Regions from separate parts of the Rattus norvegicus genome. Here region 2 is linked to region 1. A link is a contact called in public Hi-C data. All regions are on one chromosome and are shown on one strand. The core of a region is the stretch at or near the end of the contact, and the rest is flanking DNA. Distances in the headings are between cores, read along the strand shown.

Region 1 (6,638 bases), core at 1,306-3,805:
AAGGCATGACAGGAGCGTGAGGCAGCTGGTTGCACAGCATCCACAGTAGGGAAGCGGAGGGAGATGAGCCTGGTGCTCCGCTGAGTTCCCATCTTTACCAAGTCTGGGCACGCAGCCCACGGGATGTGCCACCCACAATCGGGGTAGGTTTTCCCACCCCAGTCCAGTCTGGATTCCTTCACCGAAATGATTAGAGTTCTGTTTCCATGGTGATGCTAAATTCCATCAGACTGACAACCAGGACCAACCATCCCATTTAATTCAAATTTAGTAAAGGCTCCAATCCCAGTACTACAGGGAGTGCTTGGCTAGTACCATCTGTGGGATGTGTAGAGACTGCAGGCCAATATTCCTCAAGAAGTAGGCTATCCCTGGGCTCTGTTTGTCTCACCGGGATGACTATTCAATTTTTACAATGTCTCTGCTGTCCATATACCTGCTATCAGCCTCCTATCCTTCCTGGTGATGGTATCACAAGGCCCCTTGGCACACTCACTTCCCTCTGGTTAAAGTTCTCCACAAAGAGTGCTAGGAGACACAGGGAGAAAGGGAGGATGGTGGGCACCACAGGATTTCTTTGAAGGCAATTTTGGGAGTCTCTTCATGTAAGGAAGGCCTGGGAAGACAGAAAGGATCTCCCAGAAGGGATAATGTGGGAAGCCGAGGTGTTTAAATATTCATGTTTCATCCCTGAGTTCAGTCCTAGAAATTCCATGGCATATGTGACTCCCCCCGCCATATAAATAAATAAATAAATAGATAGATAGATAGATAGATAGATAAATAAATAAATAAATAAATAAATAAATAAATGTAATAAGAGTCAGTTTGGGCTGACTACCCAACATCAGGCCCAGAAAGGGGCCAGACATTCTACGAAGCAAATCATTTTTTCATCCAACAAATGTTTATGGGGGCTGCTATTGATATGTTGACCATTGTGCTGGCTGCTGGGAACAGATAGTGACTGAATCTTCTGAGGATCCAATGCAGTAAGGAAGGGTCACAGTAAAAAAAGGAAGCAGCAGAAGTTTGAAGAGTATTTAATGTCCCTAAAGGGCTTGAGACAATTCCCAGGGGTCACAATTGGCTTGGGCAGGTGTCTGCCAGGCATAAGGGACCATAGCAAGCATAACAGTGTTTCTTTATCCAGTGCCCAAGCAGACATTGCTAATCTGTTCCTGAGCACATGATCTCAATATGGCTTCGATACTGAGCTAGGGAACCAATGAGTAGGAAGATGGTGGATCCAGAGTGGGGCACCTTGTTAGATTCTTTGTGCTGCTTCCCACTGAATCTCTACCCTGACACGTGTGTCTTAAATGGCATAGCTGAGGCCTCAGACTCAAACGGCCCTGTATGAGGCCTATCTCTACTTTGGTTCACAGTCTCTCTTTGCAGAACTGCTTGGCTATTTCAGAGTACAGTTTGATTCCACAAATGTTGCCATTTCCTGCTCCCTTAAGAATTTGCTGCCTCCAGTATTCATGAATACAGGGTCTTGTAGACTCTTTTCCAATAGCACCTCTCTCCTGTTAGCAGCCTCTTAAGGCTTAGATGGTCATATGGCCATTGAGTGCTCTAGCATGGATTAGTAATGTCTGTCAGAATCAGGTAAAGAAGCAGTGGTGTACCTGTTATGGTCTTTCTAAGTCTGGGCTCATGAAAACATTGCCTTTAACTTTGACTTTGTAGGACAAAAGCCTCCCATCGTAGGGTGAGCTTTACTAAGAGACTGGAGGAATTCTTAAGATGGTGATATGTTTACCAAATGGGATCCACCCTAGAGCTGAGCCTGGCACCTTCTGGGTCTTTGACTTGCTCTGGATCTCCAGGGCTATTCTTTCAGTGTGTCTGCCTGTTCCTGCAGCCGCTTCTTATACAAAGCAACTCCTGTCCCGCTGAGGTGAGTCCCACAACATCGGAAGGGCAGAAAGCCAAGAAAGTCTCATGTCTCCTAGGAGCTGAGACACAGATCAAACACAAAGCCATGCTGGCCCCTCCCACCACTCCTCTCACTGGATCTTGGCTATTTTTCTGGGGGCTGAGGGATGGGTCACCGACCCCTACCATATCCGAGACCCTCACACCTCAGATGACAAACCAGCGTGCATCAACTGCAACCCCCCCCAGAAAAATTCCAGCAAGATATTAATAGATAAATAAAAATAGCTTCCTTGAGAAAGAGGAAGCCACGCAGCGAAATGATTCCTTTCTGTGCGTAAACTCATGAATAATCCAATTGCGCAGCCCCCTGAAGGAGCCAGCTTGGCTTTGGACTCCCAGCTCCTCACCCCCGTCCCACGTTCCTTCTGGAAGGTCACCTCCAACCTCCTCCGCAGCCCAGAGCCTGGTGGCTCTCATGCTATAAGTCCTAATGTCCCCTCCCAGGACCACCCTCCCCTTTCAAGGAGACATTCGCTTCTGGTGCTATGGAAACGCGTGGACATCTGAATGAAAGGCGGGGCTGCACTCAGGAATCACCAAGCAGGAAGGAGAGTCGATAAGATAATGGGGGCGGGGGTTGTGGGGAGGAGTGTCTCCAGGCCGTGGCTTTGTGAACGGAACCAGAGCCCAGCTCCAGGCTTCTTTGGTGTCACATTTTAGCCTACCAGCTGCCTTATAAGCAAGACGATCCACCCTGACTTTTTTTTTTCTTCTTAAAAAAAAAGATTTATTTTTTTTTATTTTCCCTCATGTGTTGAGGGAGGAAGCCCTGACAAGGAGGAGTGACAGCCCGCTAATTATTCCCTTACTGCCACTGCTGTTCTGGCTCTGGACTCGGCTGCTCATTTCTCTCGGCTCCTCGCTGAATAATGCATGCGCCCCATCCGTATGCGGGCGGCGCCTCCCGGGACTGCAGTCTAACTAGCTGATAACTGATTCAGTTTGTAAGCAGGGCCGCTGGGAGTTGCAAGGAAAAGTAGCCAAGAACATATTCAACACTTCTCTCTGGTTCCTGGCGAACATCAAGGAGAAACAGGCTGGAGCGATGGTGGAGGTGGGCGTGTGGTCCTGGGAGGGTACTTGACCCCACTCGAGAAGGAGGGGCCTTGGCTCTGGCTCTGAGAGAGTGGGTGTGATCTGAAGAAGGCTATTAACGCTAAACACAGTTATGGTTAGTCAACATCTTAGTATAGACTGCCATGGTCTAAGGGTTAGACTCTAAAAATACATGATTTTGTGGTAGAGTGACTCTCTTTACAAAAACTAAGGCAGTTACAGAGTCTTAGGGAGACTTGTTTATCTAGCACTGTGGACTATGCCTGGAGTAAGACCCCACCCACAACAATTCATTGTATCAGCTACCTTCTATAGTGTTACTGCTGTATAACAAGTGGTCTCCTCAGCTCACAACAGCACTTACTGTTCTTTTTGGCTTTGGGGGTCTGAGGGAGCTCACTCAGTCTTGTGCTAAGTTCTGCAGTCCCTGGTGGGGCTTAGCTGTAGGCTGCAGGCTGCAGGCTTTCAGGTCTGAGTCAGATCTGCCCTGAGGTTTCATGGCAGGGCTAGGCAAGAAGGGAGGGCTAGTGCACCACAGACAGAAAATGCAGGCATGCATTTCTGACTTCTGTCTTGTCTGCCCAATGTCTACTAACGGTCCGTTTAGTAAAGCAAATTCCATAACCACACTCATCAAAGAGGAGCTGTTAGGCCAGCACTGCCCATCAGCCTGACAACCTTGGAGATCCTCTAACTGCACACAGCACCCCTTGCTCGTGCTGTCCCCCCCCAACCCCCGCATTGTCCGGAGATGCTGAGGTTCCTGCACTGCATGGAATACCCTGGAAGCCACTGTGCAATTGTTGACCTGCTCCCACCAGGCAGGTGGGCCCAGCCTTCTTTAGGAAATAGTCAACAGGGTTCTCTCTATTCAGCCAGGTAACCTCCAGGAGTCCTGGGCTAGGGCAGCAGCAGAGCCTCCCTTTGCAAAGGGGCTGGAGACCGGGGAGCAAGCTGCCCCCCATCCCTGTTTCAAGGTTGAACTCTCTGTTATCAGCTCCCCTTAACAGTCTATGACCAACCCTTGCCCAGAATTGGTCTGACCCCAAGAGCCTGGTGTAGCCACTCAGGCTGGATCTATAGCAGGGAGACGACTCCAGACGGAACAGCATAGAACGGGGTAGATGGCCTAGTCAAACAAATGCTTTGTGGACTAGAAGCATAGGCTCGGGGAGCCCAGCAGCATGCAGTGTTCAGTGTCTGTTTACCCTGTACCCATGATGTCGCTGCTGCTCCAAACCCTCTACACAGTGGCCTCACACGCCCACTATGTCGGACAGGGGCTTGGAGCAGAATGAGGGAAGGTTGAAGAGGAGATGCGCCCCTTTCTCCAGGAGTGGGTGGTGAGCCAGACAACTGTCACACGGTGCTCCTGGCTCCACAGACCACAGGCTCCTGGGTCACAGCACATTTGTCTTAGGTCTTAGCAGGGACACACGGACAAAAGATCGGAGAGCAGGATTCAGTGCCGGAGCCCTCCATCCAGACCTGAGTCTGTACCTGGAAGAGGATGGTAGATCAACACATCCTGGGGTAAAGATCAGGAAGGAGATCCAGGCCCCAACACCTTCTGGCTAACTGGCTCACAGATGTGCATCTGCAGGCCACCACCAGGCAGAGTCCACCCCAAGGTTTCTGTCACAGTGGCAGTGGTGGCAGCATGGAGGTTGTGGGTAGGTAGCTTGGGAGAGCAGCCAAGAATCCTCCCAGGTGACGATTCCCAGCAAACACCTCTACCCTGTAAAAAGAGAGCCGTCCCCTGCCACCTACTGTTCAGAGGACAACCCAAGTTCCAGAGTATCTCTGAGCAGCCCCTCCCTGCTCAAAGTTCCTCGCACTCCTTCCTCCGGCCACCTCAGTTGCACTCAAGAGCTGCAGTGGCTGCAGTGGCTGCAGTGGCTAATCTGTTGCCCCGAGCTCCCTCTCAGCCTTCTCTCTACCAGCCGAGCACACTGAATCCAGTAGGCACATCTGGGGGAATCTACATGTCAATGTTAAACTCCTCCTTATCTTCGAATAAGAGGGGTACTCCTCCAGCTTCTGCCAGATCGGAATGGAGGGAACCTGTTTGCACACTCACTGTCCACCACATTCTGACCGCCCAGGCTGCTACACCAGTAGGTGATGTTTGGTCAAGCAGCCATGACAGATCTCTGGCATGGGGGCCAACCTTCCCTGCCCCAAGCTGTTCACACAGTGAATGGCCTCTACACCATTGCCTCAGTTGGCACCAAGAAGACGCCTTCCTGGCCCTCACTGCTTTGTGTCATTAACTACAGACTTTAGATAAATGGCCTCCCAAGAAGTGCCTTCATGGCTGTCATTACCACCAACCAAGGAGCTCTCAAGGACCATAGGTGCTGAGAAACACAGACAGGGGACACTTTGCTGGTTATGGTGATCTGTGAGGAAGCACCATGAGAAGGCCACTGAGTCCAAACCCCTCTCATCTCATGGTCTCCAGGGTACAGAACTCAGAACCTGGGATTCCCCCCAACCATGGGCTCATAAACACTTGTCTTACTCAGGGTTTCTATTCCTGCACAAACATCATGACCAAGAAGCAAGCTGGGGAGGAAAGGGTTTATTCAGCTCACACTTCCACATCACTGTTCATCACCAAAGGAGGTCAGGATTGGAACTCAAGCAGGTCAGAAGTCAAGAGCTGATGCAGAGGCCATAGAGGGATGTTACTTACTGGCTTGCTTCCCCTGGCTTGCTCACTTGCTCTCTTATAGAACCCAGGACCACCAGCCCAGGGACAGCACCACCCACGATGGGTCCTCCCACCTTGATCACTAGTTGAGAAAATGCCTTACAGCTGGATCTCATTGAGGCATTTCCTCAAGGGAGGCTCCTTTCTCTGTGACAACTTCAGCTTGTGTCAAGTTGACACACAGAACCAGCCAGGACAGCTGTTCATGTTTCATGGGAAGTGGCACTATTAGGAGGCATGGCCTCATTGGAGGGATGTGGCCTTGTTGGAGAAAGCATGTCATTGTGTAGGTGAACTTTGAGGGCTCCTACACTCAAGCTATGCCTAGTGTGTGGAATTCTGTTTCCTTCTGGCTGCCCACAGAACACAGTCTTCTCCTGGCTGCCTTTGGATCAAGATGTAGAAATCTTGGCTCCCCTAGCACCACTGTCTTGCCTGCATGCTGCCATGTTCCCCACCATGATGATAATAGACTAAACCTCTGAAACGGTGTGCCAGCCCAAATTGTTTGCCTTTGTAAGAGTTGCCTCTGTTCATGGTGGTGAAAACCCAAACTTGGACACAAGGGGTTGAGGAAACAGAGTCTCAGGACAGTGTCAGAGTGTTGCGAGGGTCTCACAAGGTCACCTGGTGTCTCCTGCCTCGCCCTGTGCCTCCGTGCCCATAGCTCCCATGTGCACAAAGAGGACAGTTCTGTAGGGAGGCAATTATGACCACGGCGTAGACATCATGCTCTTGCTGGGGACTTCCTCAACAAGGAAGAAACAGGATCCACAGCCCCTCCTCCATGGCCTGGATCCCCACCCCTGGTGATTACTTTGAGGAGGGCAAGGAGACAGAGCTGCGAGTGAGGAGAGCTGTCTCAGTTTTACAGATGGGGAAACTGAGGCTAGAGAAATGACAAAAGCAGCCTGGTCTC
Region 2 (6,638 bases), core at 2,098-4,597, 320 kb before region 1:
CTCCTAGCCCAGCCTGCTACCCCCCCACCCCCAGTAATTAAGAACACGTTGGCCAAAATGGGGCGAGAAAAAGTTTTCAAAAATTAGAGAATTAATAAAGAAAACCAGTTGGTATTTCTCCTTCCAGTTCTTTCGAAGGTCTTTAGTAGGTGGAGAAGTGTTGGAGGTTTTAATGAGATTTTTTTTTTTTTAAATGTAGCTTCATGCCTCATTCTCAAAGGGAGAGAGGTGCGGGCTGCAAGCTCTGAAATGTCCTTATAGACATTTTTTTTTTTTTAGCTCGTTTCAGTGTCCCAAGAACATACGTTTATGGAAGCACGTGCCAGTAGCTTTTGGGTTGATTCTCCATGTAAACCAGAGCAAAGTCCTCCCGTGTGAGAAGTCAGAGACTTCCTTGGTACCTAAAGGGCTGGCTGCTTCCCAAACTTGGTGGGGGGGGGGGACAACGACACCCCTGTGTCTCCTTTGTTTCCCGTTCTGATGTAGGAAGGATAGAGCCCTAGGTAGCTCTTGGAAGTGAGGTTTTTGGATGCTGCTACTTGGACAGCAAGCTGGGGCTTAGTAAAGTCCCTCAGACTCTGTCTCCCTCACTGGTAGTAAACAAGAATGGTTAAACTTTTCATTACAATAAGATAACACCCCTCAGTTCCATCTGTACAGGTTGCATAAATAAACATACAGGGCTTTCCATCAGCCTCTGAGAACCCTAGCAGAAAACCAGCGAGGAGAACCACTTTGAAATAAGTCAGGGTTGGGAGGGGGGGGAAATAGTATAAGAAAGGAAAAAAAAGGTCTGTTTCTTAAAAGTCCCGCAGCCCCATTAGCTGGAATGGGGATACCCAGAGGTCCAATGGGCCCCCACCTTCCGGCTCAGAAAACACTTCTCTCCGCCACTCTCCCAGGCAAAGGCCATTCCTATAATGATATTTTATTTTGTCTCGCTGTAAAACATGCCAGTACTAATGTGATTAAATATTAACTCGGTTTCTGAAATTCCCTGCTCGTTTTACAAAGCGATCCGTGCTGGAGATGTCGCAGAGACATCACAAATACCGAGAGGTGCCCTGCTAGTTCTCTGGGCTGGATATAGATGGTCCCTGGGAGGGGAACACACCGGACTGCTCCACTGCGGTTCTTTAAAAGTCTAGACCAGGAGGTCATGCGGTGACAAAGCCAGTGAGCATCTCTGGATGACTCGGCCCTTACTTCTCTGCCAATGGGACAAATAACTTTCCATAAGGAAACTCTATGCCTGTGCGCGAGGCTTCTTCCCCAGAGTCGGAATAGGTGAAAGGGTAGAGTGAGCCAACCTGATGTTGAGGTGATTCGGGACTCTGTGACGTCAGCAAGGTCAACATGGGTTTCAGATAGTTAGTCAGACCTCTACCTATGTGGAATATTGTAGATTTGGGGGGGGGGATTTCAAGACTCTAAGGAAGGAAAACTGATAGGAGATAGGCCGTGGGTATTGACGTGGAAAATCCGTTTTCCCCCCTCCCCTTGCTCCACATGATTTTCAAGGCCGGGAATTATCCTTGCTCCGAACTGAGTCTGTTCCCACCGAACTTCCTTCTTTCTGCTGGCAGCTCCGTACATTAAACCCTGCGCACAGTGAGGCTGGAGATGCCTCTGCGTGCATTTTGCGCCCAAACCTTGCCCTGTCCCCCACTCCTTTGGAAGTTGTGTGTTTTTACAGAGACCCCGGAGACATATTTTGGAATTTCATGCTTCTCTGTGTTCCCCTAGGAACACAGGCAGGGCCGAGAAATACTAGGCAGGCGGGAATGGAGCTCTGTATTTCGTTGTACGTAGGGTGGACTTGAGGACGGGAGACTTAACCCTGGCTCAGACCTGGCTGGTGGGACTGCTTGTCCAACCCTCCTGCACCAGAGACAGAATTTCAAAGTCTCATTCGGACTTTCCCTGGGAAAGTAAGCCGGCACTAAATTGCCTTTCCTCGGAAGCATCACCCAACAGTTTGTACGCCTTCATGCGACCTCTGTGCCTCAGGAAGATGGACCCCAAGCTCCTCAGGTGCTGATCAAGGGTACTGTAAATTGATAGGGGCCCACTTTGTGCAGCCGGTGCTCCGGCTGCCCACTCCCTGGCTAGCAGAGGGCATTTAACTACTGTTCTTCTACGCTTGTTTAATATTTCATGGCTGTAATAAACCTGTCTTCCTTGCCCGCCTCCCAACATAAAGCCCCAAGTAGCACACATCTGCAATTATACATTTCTACTAAATATTAATAAAGGACATCAGCTTTTTAAGGGGCCAACGCTCAGTAGAGTTGGACTTGCCATAGACTCTTGCTCCTGCATTTTTCCGTTATATTTTTTTAACTTGATTTTTTTTACTTTTATTTATTTATTTTTTATTTTAAGTACCAGCATGTTCCAACAGGCGCCATTTACTTATAGTTACATACAACCTGGGCTGATCGAAAGGCATTCCTCACGATGGCTTTCTCTCATATAAATTCATTTAGATTGCTGGCGAGGCCCCTTCAGACCGGAAGTGAGAGGCTGTTGAAATGCGCTCCTGTTTTATTGAGAGGGCTCTAGGAAAGGCGCGTGGGTGGCTTAATCTCATTTCTCTTTCTAGCAATGAAATTCTATGATTCCTGATATGATTTTGTTTGCCTGACAGAGGTATTTAAATTTCTGCAAAGAATCTTAATAGGTCCTGAGAATACAGCTGCCCCCGTCAACATTTTACCCGATCCGCTCTCCTGATATAAAATATGCGTCTTTAATAAGCAGAGCCAGGTGAATGAGAGGGCTGAAAATCTCCTCTGGGTGGAAAGGGATCAGGGACTCTTCAACACCGTGGAATCCGGCAAATCACTAGTGGCCCGTTTCTCTCCACTCAAGTGACAATAACATTGGATTGCATTCCTTGCCCAGGGAGCAATCTGCTTTGCCAAAACCATTTAGGAGAAATAGTCAGGAATACTGTATTTACCTCTGTTTGGCTAATTTTAGAGATGAAAAGCCTGCAGATTTGTATAATGGGATCAAATGTCTGGGGAATGTGTGGGGACGGGCAGGCAACAGGAGGGACCGCCAACTCCTCCCTTGCCCAAGGGTCCTCAGCTAGCATGTTTTCCTGTAACCAGCAAGCCTGTTTGGCTAATTCTCTGTTTGTTCTTTGCCCAGGAGGAGCTGGCATAGCCTGGCTTCCTCACCTTTAGACAGGGTCTGTCTGGTGAAGGAGGGTTTGTTAGGATGTATCTTTGGTAGATAGATTTGAGTGTGGGATTTGATTGCTTGTGGCAGACATGTTGATAGATCCCTCGGTGTGTGATGGAGTGGCATTTGGAGTTCCCTGGCCTCCTCAAATACACCGAGGCCAGAATAAATAGTCTGGGGGCTTGCTGGAGAGAGCATAGCCCAAGCAGGATTCAAATCCTCTGTCAGGTCTTGGGATGAATAGCCAAGGAAAGTCCTGGGCCGCTTCTCCCCACACAGAGATGTATGCGTGTGGCTAAGTGTGCCTTTCACCCTCAGATCTGTGCTTTCTTGTCTGCTGTCCCAGAAGTGAGCTAATCTACGTCTCACAGGCCGTAGACAGGTTCTGATTCCGTAGCGGGATGGACTGGACATAAATGCCCAACCGTCTGTGTTGAAGGTCCTAATGACAAAGCCCCTGGCCTTTTGGGCCGCTGGCCTGCAGTGGCTTCCGACTGCAGTACCTCGGCAGTAGGCACAGCCACTGTTTGCTGGGTTTTGTGTGTGACCCTGTGGTGTGGCAATGTCTTCCCAGCTAAGTTCAGCCAGGTCTGGGTTTCCTGTGAGGGGAGAAACCTTTGGGTCGGCGATCCCCCACCCCCAAATGTGGGCACTGGACACTGCTGGCTGTTTATGGAAATTCCACTCTTTTATTGTAGTTCTTTGGTGCCAATGATGTGGCACCAAATGACGCCGGGATTTCAAATTAGTCATGGCTCAGCCTTCAGGGACCCTCTGTGTCCAAAGGCACAGCCCTTCACGTCCCCAATGCCCAGCTGTTTGGGGGACTGCAAAGCCCAGAATGGGGCGCCAAGCTCAAGCAACTGCTGGGATCCTGGCACATCTGTCAGGATGGGTTGCCAGCCCAAGGTGGCCGGCATCTCCTGCCGTCTTCCGAGCGCCTGCATGCAATATCCAGTCTCATGTGGGGGCAACTGCATGCCAGTCCAGTTTGGGGACAACCGGTTGCTCTGTTGGGTGTGAGGGTAACTAGGTCCTGCGGGTGTGGTCTCTTGAGGGCCCAGACTCTACAGGGATGTGGCCAGAAGTAGGGAGTTGAGTTTACTTTTCTTGTATGAGGAGCAGGTTTGAAAGCCATCTTTTTTTTTTTTTTTTGAGGGTATAGTGACCAGAGGGAGCTGAGGCCTGCTCTGTTTTCTTGCCTGTATTTTAATCAGCCGGCTTGAGGTTTGGGAGGCCAGTGGAAAGTCTGCCATAGTGTTTGCCCTACAGGGGTCCCAGGTCCAAGAGGCACCACCTAAGTCTTGCAGTTCTCTGGTCATTTCAGCTTGGACCCATCAACCTCCAGAGTGGGGCTTGGACCTAGCCACAGTGTTCAGGGCCGAAGAAGCTGGGTGGTCTGCGTTATGCCCGTTCCCTCGAGAAGCTAGATCAGAAAGAACTTTATAGCAATTGCCTGTGAATCTTTCCACGATTTATATACCATCGAAGGGACCCAAATGCCCTTTAAACAGAAGGCAGTTGAGGTCTTAGCACATTCCTATTCGATCGCTAGCTCTTTCTGAATGTCCCAGAAGAGACATCTTATATGAAATGAACTGCTCTGAAGAAGGAGGGTAAAAACACCCAGTCAGTTTAGGCCAGTGCAGACCGCATCTTTGGCAGCAGAAACCGACTCTTTGACAGTTTTGCCCTCACGGAGGTTCACCACGTCTACCCTGCCATGCTCCCTCTAGTTTGTGGATAAGCTGTGTGGCTAGAAATCTCCCGTCTTTCTTTTTCATTTTTGACCTCTCTGTGGAGAGTTCTGGTCTCTTCACAGAACCCTCACCCCTAGGATTCAGATGGCCGTCAACCATTGGTTTTTGGGTTTGTAGTCTAATCTACCTAGGCTGACGCTTGCTCTGGGTGAGCTAAACTGGGTTGGAAAAGCATGCTGGGGACAAGTCGCCTTTGAGGGTCTTTGGAAAACTCGCTGCTTTAAAGACACGTGGAGAACTGTACTCCAGAACCTCTCCCAAGCCCCCTCAGAGAGCCGATGCCCCGGGGGAACTGTAAACCGACTCTGAGGGACTCCTGAACCTCATGTCCTTTCTTTCTTCCTGCAACTGGCCTGTGGCAACTTAGTATTTTGAGCTCCAAGATTTAAAACTACTTTCTCTTCCGAGGTGCTGATAGGAATCTTTGGACCCTAAAGTACGGGAAAGGCATTTTCCTGGGGCTGACAGGATGCTCTGGCTTTTCTGATGCCTTGGTTTTCACATGAAGTCAGTGGGACCACGAGTCTGTTGTGAAGTTGGGAACCCTAGCATGCTTTGTCTAGCTTTCCTGGTGTGTCTGGGCGTTCCTGGAACGTGAGGTGATAATTAATGAATTCCTCCATGCGTGTGTTCATTTGGTGCCCCCTCCCCCCAACACACACACACACACACACACACACACACACACACACACACACACGAGTTCTCCAGTCATTCAGGGCACAGGGCATAGAACCTTTCCCAGTTACCATGACAATTGGATCTTCGAACGCAGCATTGTTAAATGATTGACAGTGGCCACCAGGAAAAAGATACTCGTGAAGATCTCTTAGATCCAAGCGGGTGGGTGAGGCTGCAGAGAGCCCCCAATCAGCCTTGGGAGGAAGTTAGCGCCTAGGCCGAGAATCTGTTAGAAGTTGGTGGGTTCTCTCCTGTTTGAAACTCTTAACTGCTTTAAGGTTGTGGGTACTCTATTCTCCTTCTCAGGAGCCAGAAAAGCGGGGGGTGGGGGTGGCAGACAGATAGACAGATACAGACAGAGACACACAGACAGAGACACAGAGACAGACAGGGACATACATATGCATACATACACACAGAGACAGAGAGAGAGGAGAGAGAGACAGAGACAGAGACACAGACAGAGAGAGACAGAGAGAGACAGACAGGGACACACACACACATACACACACAGAGAGAGACAGAGACAGACAGACAGAGAGACAGAGACAGACAGAGAGAGAGAGAGGGAGAGAGAGGGAGGAGACAGACAGGGACACACACACACACACACACACACACAGAAAGAGACAGACAGAGAGAGAAAGACAGAGAGACAGAGAGACAGAGAGACAGAGAGCAAGCACACACATGAGAGAGCACTAGCTAGCTTTTCCAGACTGGGGTACAGCATATTTTCTTACAGTAGGAGGAGTGGGTGCCCCAGAGATGATGGACAGGCTGGAGTGCCCCCTAAGAGTACAGTGTTATTTACTGCATCTCAAGATTTAGGTATGGAAAATAACTTCTAACAGTGGGAGTCATTTCCACCTCCCGCACGGGAGGCAAGGGTGTGGAAATTGCTCGGAGACTGACGTACCCATCACAAATGACAGAGCTGAACTTTCCCCCACAGGGCCTTGGATGTGGAGGGACACAGATATGGAAGCTCTTGCTTGGAAGGTC

The links. Hi-C and Micro-C count contacts between places; a contact is called where the count stands out from the background.
Region 2: a contact with region 1 is called in a Hi-C map of frontal cortex, with 3 times the contacts expected there. The contact joins two enhancer-like sites. A contact is called at or near these places in 1 of 12 Hi-C or Micro-C datasets (frontal cortex) and 1 of 1 datasets of contacts at active chromatin or transcription factors (oligodendrocytes).

The regions. Positions count from the first base shown.
Region 1 is chr12:50,543,363-50,550,000 of GRCr8, reverse strand. No RefSeq gene overlaps it. Among named protein-coding and RNA genes, the nearest start is that of Mn1, 330 kb to the left of the region's middle. Within about 2 kb of position 2,555, at least 31 of the 93 cell types and tissues checked have an H3K27ac peak or open chromatin away from gene starts, as enhancers often do.
Region 2 is chr12:50,868,015-50,874,652 of GRCr8, reverse strand. All of the region lies in intron 1 of Mn1 (MN1 proto-oncogene, transcriptional regulator), which reads left to right. Among named protein-coding and RNA genes, the nearest start is that of Mn1, 9.5 kb to the left of the region's middle. Within about 2 kb of position 3,347, at least 13 of the 93 cell types and tissues checked have an H3K27ac peak or open chromatin away from gene starts, as enhancers often do.